Regions from separate parts of the Zea mays genome. Here region 1 is linked to region 2. A link is a contact called in public Hi-C data. All regions are on one chromosome and are shown on one strand. Each heading gives the region's core, a stretch centred on a gene start, on an enhancer-like site or on the middle of the called end of the contact. The rest is flanking DNA. Distances are from core to core; before and after follow the strand shown.

Region 1 (3,218 bases), core at 47-2,546, 66 kb after region 2:
TAGCAGAACATCTGAGAGTATTCTTTACGTGCCTTAAAATATTTGGTGTGGATTGTTGAATTTAAATGTTCTAGACCACTTAATACATATAATATTCTATTATCCATAGTAAATGCTCGAGAATTAAGAGACTTTAGTCCTATATTGCTAGCAGAAGAAAAAGTTAACCAACAAAAAAAGGTGTACTTTGTGCACACCTTCTATAAAGTTGGAAAAGGAGATTGGTGTGCCACACGCAAGCTCGCTCGGCCGAACCATGGGCTTGGGTGTGTCATGTCGAGACAAACAAATGGTGCAGTTTTTATGTGTTGTGATTACTTTGCAGTATAACCGGGTGAGTCATCAATGGAGTAACTAACAATCTGAATGGCCTGACTGTTACTTGAAGCTGCAAATTGATGATCATCGATGTGACAATTACTTGTAATTGCTAGATTGATGACCATCAATGTGATTGTTACCTATAATTGTTGATTTATGATCATCAAAGCACATTAGATGGCGTCCAGATTTAGTGAATCGAGCTCCTCCTGTGCCTATAAGGGACAGACACGTCTTCTGCTCAGAGCACCAAGTCACCACCACAAATAACCTGCTTAGAAGACCTCCCTCCTATCCCCTCTATGTTTTGCTGCTGGCTTTGCTTATGCATCTCTATTTTCATAGCTCTACGAGCACGGACCTCGCAAGAGCAAGCCTTCAGAAACGACTGTCGTGCAAACACTCGCTTGAGTGAAGAACGGGCAAACACATTTTTGGAGAGTGTGTGCGACACAACTGCTCAATATCTTCCTGCATCGAATCGTCACTACACCGATGTACGTCGACATCAATCGACACAATATCTGTCGTTGGATATATCTATTATGTTACACTTTTTTTTCTTTCAAGCATTTCTACATTTCGGTTTGTCACTAATTATTGAATATCTATTATGTCACTCAGGGTCTGATCTAAGGGGTTTATCGGGATCAGCCGACCACGACAAAATTTGTAAATCCTTTAATAAAACACAGTAAAATTTGGAAAAAATATTATATCATATAGAGAAGTTGACTCTAATGAGTAATGACCCTAATGATATTCTTGGCTAAATTCGCCGCACTAATTTAGTTTTCCTTTTGATTTTCAACAATGTGCCTTCTATAGTTAGAAAAGCCCGTCATATTCACACACTTGTTTAAATAAGTATACATGGCACTAACAACGACGACACCATGTCGCCGTCCACAGGGTACCACCGTACCACTCGGTTTGGCTGCAGCGTGCAGGGGCTGGCAAGCACATGCATGGACTGACCAGCGAAAAGGATCGTCACGAGCGATCATAAACGTGTTTTGCAGTTGTGGGCCCGGTGCCTATACACCAACTATTTGTGACGTCCTATTCTTTTTCGTATCGTACATCATTTTCTCACTCCTTACTTTCTTGTTTAGTTTATGAAATAGAATGAGTTGATTTATCATCATTTTATTCATCATAGACTAATAATTAGTACTAATACGAGGACTGGGTTCATTCACTAACCGAGTGTTTGGTTTGATGAATCACTCTATCCAAAATGAGTTAGTGCATGATGAATTCATTTCTCAAATCTAGTGTAATGATCTCATTTTTTATATTAGTACTAACTAACTAATATAAGAAATGAGGTGGTGATGCATCAACTTATTTCATTCCACAAACCAAACAAAAAAGTAAGGATTGAGAAGATGATAGACTGCTCATTCATCAAACCAAATACTCTATAAATTTATAAAATAAACTTATGACACAACACTTCATCTAGAATGGATTGACTCTTCAAACCAAACAACCCCTTAGCATCACTACCCGATGTGCAGAGGTTATATCATCACATGCATCACATGTATGTGTAGTCCGAAAGGGAACGTTTTGTCTACACCTCTCTGCCACTCAGTAGTCATCATCATCACATGTAGGAAGTAGTCATCGTCACATGCATGCTTGCAAAATTCTGTTGATTTCCGTGCAAAGAGATTCCGACTCCGACTTATTATTTTGTATGATGAGGTGGTTGGCAAAATACAAAATCGTACACACACGGCACATCATTAGTACTACTGACACGTTAGCCAGTACTAGTGTCGTACGTCTTAATTTAGAGCCGGGTTATGTATCGTGCATGAGTCGTTTCGACTCGCATGCGTGCCGGTGAATCACGTTTTAACTCGATTTAATTATCACTTACGGATACGGTTGCTTGCATACTTGTATTGCATTATATTGCACTATTATTGCATATTTCATATTTGCATAATGGTTGCAGTTGCACTGTTGCGAACATGTAGACCTGCGTAGTTGCATACTACTTGTTGTATTGCGTTTCTAGATCAACGTTGATTTGTGGTTGCGGTTGCTTGCTGTTAGCCTTAGTGCAAATGTGCACTGCGGAGCCGAAATTCTACACATGTTAATATTTGATGGACAAAGAGTCGATGGTAGATTTGTTTACAATGTTCCGTTGCAACGCATGGGTACCATACTAGTCCCACGTCATCTTTTTTATAAATAACCTCTCACAGCTATTTCAAATTAATCTATTGCACGCTTAAAATGTAAAAAACGGTGCAAAAGGTGGGGTTTGATCCCATGCCGAGCTAGAACAAGGGCAGGAGACACTAGGTGAGACTGTCTAACCAATATAACATCATGCTTAGATATTTTTAATATTAAATATAAATTGTATATATATATATACTTTTTTCTAAAATAAAAATATATAATTGTGTCGGGTCGAGGCTACAGTCCAAGCACGTCACGACGTTCTTGACTCTTGCAAACATTAGGTCGTTTCTGAGACTATATTGGCGCAATGGACTCCATGGTGTTTCAGGTTGCTGAATTGGATGGAGCAACAATGATTTGTCACACTAACAGTAAAATGAAAGGTTATTTGTTGGTTTTAAACGTTAATAATTGCTACAAAGTAGCATAATTTATATGGAGCACATCCAGTTTTTATTGGTGCCTGACTTTAACAATCACTCCATATTTTGATCCATCTTTTTTATAAGTTTGAGTTCATGTGACTTATTTTAGAAACTTGAGCTCACAAACTTTCTCTTATTTGGTCTCTGTATGGTGGAATTATGTCATTTTATAATCTTTGTTCGTTCAGTAAGTCGTTGTGAACTCTTTTCTAATCGCTCACTATATTGGTTGTGTTGTACCATGACATATTGCATGGAGTAAAC
Region 2 (3,405 bases), core at 567-3,066:
CGGGCACCATGGACAGGTAGGTTTTATTTTGTTTTTCCCCACGATGGTATGGCAAACCTGTTGGTGGGAGGGTGTTCTTCACGAAGATGAAGATCGCCTTCTCGGCGCTGAGCTTGATGCGCTTCCGCACCACGTACACAAACTGTCCCACTGTGAGGTCGGCGGGGACAAGGTACCTGCATGCAAGCAATCGCATGTTACTTGGAGGCACACAGATGCTGCAAGCTGGTCTTGGCTTGTACCGATAAGCAAGAGTTCCTTCTGAATTGGTTAATGCTGGAAGATGGTAGAAGCAAGGGCCAAGGGATACGCTAATGCAGCAAACAATCAATCTCTAGATGGCAACTTGCACAAGGAACAGACAACAGACTCTTGGTTGGGAGTAGAGATAAACAACTTCAAAGGCATGATTGGCACAACTGCACAAGGGATAATGCCTACATCCAGCAGTTTTGCATTATGAAGAGTTTGACAAAGTCGACGACGACAATCGGTAAAACTACTTTCAGAAGTACAGGGAAAAAAATTGCAATGTCAGGAAAAACCATAAAAGTCAAGAAATGCAATTGAAATAATCTTGAAATGGTTCGGAACTGACTTTTTCTTGTCGATGTCTGGGATGTCACTCCTCTCGGCCTTCTCAACAATGACCTACATTACCCGATTTGGATGAGAACAAAAGCTATATCGTGGAAAATGATCAGAGGGCATGGATAACAATTACTTAAGGCTTACAGGAATTCTATCGGGGTACTTCTCCCTGATGCGGTTAGCCTCAGCTTGCCTCCTTTCTACAAACATAGAACATAGGTATAATGAGAATTCAGACATTTTAAGGCGAAAGGGTACATTTGTATAACCCCCAAGTGTTGAATAAGAACCATGCAATGGTAAGGCATGCACAGGAAACAGACAAACCATTCCGCGGATGTAGGTACAGCCTAAACCTGATAAGATAATGTAAACTGGGGAGTTACAGCTTGAGAACGAGTTCGGAAAAATTTAGCAACGAAGAGCACCAGATGCAAATGATGGAATTTACTAGTTGCTGGAGTCGGTACGAACTGTGCCGGATCATGTTAAGCTGCTACACAACACAGCAAACTGTGGGTGCCACAGCCTATGAATCGCCTAGTGCAGATTACCACGAGCACTCCATCAAAGCTGCAGATTCCCACCACGCCCCCCCCCCCCCCAAACAAAAATAAAACATGTATCCAACCATCACAGGATCGCGAAACGATAGAACAGACCAACCCCCGCCCGCCCCCAACAAAGCTTTGCTTATATAACCTAGGAAATTCAAGGAATCGATTGATTGATAGGTCCGCACGGGGTACCATCTACCAGTACCAGCCAAACAACCGAAACCCTAGCACGACCAATAACAAGAGCTGAAGCCCGGATGAGGAGGGGGGAATCAGGAATCGGAGGGACGAACCGAAGGGGTGCTCCAGCTTGAACGAGCTCCTCGCCATCGCTCCTGCTCCTCTTGGTCTCTCGATCGCTGGCGTAATAGAGAGCAGCTACCTGGAACAGAAAAAACAATCGGGTAGGGTCAGGAGGCGCGGGGAAATCGACAGAAACGGTGGAGGGCGGCAGGCGCTCACGGGATGGATGGATGGAAGGCTGGAGCGGCGGCTGATTGGACGTGGGATTGCCGGCGGAGGGGAAGGCGAGAGGGAAGAAATGGTGGGGGAGGAGTGGGGATTGGGAGTTGCTTGGTTAAATGCTACGCGCACGCAAAGGGTAGCGTACGTCGCTTTGCCCCGCTTCCCACGGGGACGGATGGGGAATGAGGTGGACAGCAGGAGGCTTCTTTGGATTGGATCGCTGGACTGGAATGAATTGCACGGATAAGTCCCGCCAGGCCGCCACCACTCCGCCTCGTTTTCAGTTTTCCTTTGTGTCCCACAAGGGTTAACTATTTCGTTTTTTTCTACTTCGTATTTTTTTGCTCAGCAAAAAGATCTTTCAAATTTCTCAACCAATTTGCATTTTAACGTTTTTTAAAACGAAAATCGGATTTTTTTTACCGAAATCCGTGACGAAATTGGGTATCTTTACTAAAAATGATAATTGAGTTTAAAAAAATTAAAGTTCTGATAGGATTTGTTTGTAATGCGTATGGTTTTTTACATTAAAAACGAATTTCGAATTTCTTGGCCGAAAAACTATAATTCTCGGCGAATTTCATAAATTAAAATTAAATATGGGACATATTAAAAAATATCTATTTTTTCGGCGAATTTCTTGGCCGAAAAACTATAATTCTCAGCTTTTGTTCCCTAGTCTTCAGCGTGTCTCGTACTACACAACTGCCAAAACAGAAGAGCAGAATTTTGATCAGGACAAGTATGATAAATCGGGAAAAAACTCACTTACAATGGATCGGGAAAAAAAACTCACTTCAAACTGCCAAGATGCAAGATCTTGCATGCAGTAGTACCATGCAATCACACTCTGTAGGCTAGAGCAACTACTAGAGTTTGTTATCTACTTCGCTAGACGCCATTTTCAGTGGGAGCTTACTATCGAATCTGTTTAGCTACCATTTTTCTGTTATGAAATGGTTTCGGGTTATGAAGGAAAAATCAGGCCCGGACGGAGGCACGTGCGGCCGGTGCCCACGAACAGGGCCTCAATCCTCCAAGCCCCTAAAATAATAGTCATCAATAGTTTAATCAATACACAGTTCAGTAATTAGCTCAGTAAGGAAAATAAATCAACTAATCTCTAAGCAAATCTTCTTCTCATGAGTCAAATCAGTTGTTTGTATGGTGTCTTTGTCTTTGATCACGACTACATCTCCATTTAAACGTAAATATCGTTCAAGATTTTATTTTTAAAGAATAATACTATCCAAGTAAAATTATACAATACAAAATTGAATAGACAGCTAGACACAACTCTTAATATAATATTTTTATCATACTATTATAGCCTATATTAGTATAGTTCTAGTTTATAGATTGATATTCCGGAATTTTGTATAGGACCTTAGATTTTACTGGCCCGGCCCTGCCTTCACCCATTCTTTCAAAAGACATGTTATATGTATGCATACGCATGAAACCATCTAATTATTTCCTTTTCATAATGATAGCAACAATGTCATGCACGAAGGAAGCCAACAATAGCACACCATAGGCTAAGATGTAGTAAGCTCACAGTAAATACATTTTTTGTAACAAACACAAAGGATCAAGATCAAATGCCATATGCCCAACAAAGAAATGTGATAGCAACCCTAACCTCTTTGGTTCTCAACCACACCATCATGTCAACTTCAAGACCCCTTGTGTTGCCTACCCTCGCCTCCCAACTAAAAAACCAACTTGCATACCCCTTCTACATGCACCGTCCCTTTCCCCTCTAGAGATAGCACGACCCCTTACATCACAG

Evidence for each region. A called contact is a pair of places that touch in the nucleus more often than the background predicts.
Region 1: a contact with region 2 is called in a Hi-C map of tassel, with 2.1 times the contacts expected there. The contact joins the enhancer-like site here to the promoter of LOC100240698 in region 2. A contact is called at or near these places in 4 of 25 Hi-C or Micro-C datasets (endosperm, leaf and tassel).

What each region holds. Positions count from the first base shown.
Region 1 is chr4:30,016,170-30,019,387 of Zm-B73-REFERENCE-NAM-5.0, forward strand. No RefSeq gene overlaps it. Among protein-coding and RNA genes, the nearest start is that of LOC103653005, 21 kb to the left of the region's middle. Within about 2 kb of position 1,297, at least 20 of the 20 cell types and tissues checked have an H3K27ac peak or open chromatin away from gene starts, as enhancers often do. A contact at or near this core is called in endosperm, leaf and tassel, where this site is marked.
Region 2 is chr4:29,949,250-29,952,654 of Zm-B73-REFERENCE-NAM-5.0, forward strand. It overlaps LOC100240698, which reads right to left and starts at 1,817. Exons shown (of 6, transcript NM_001144024.1): 1 at 1,611-1,817; 2 at 1,442-1,530; 3 at 736-791; 4 at 599-651; 5 at 58-176. The coding sequence starts at 1,478.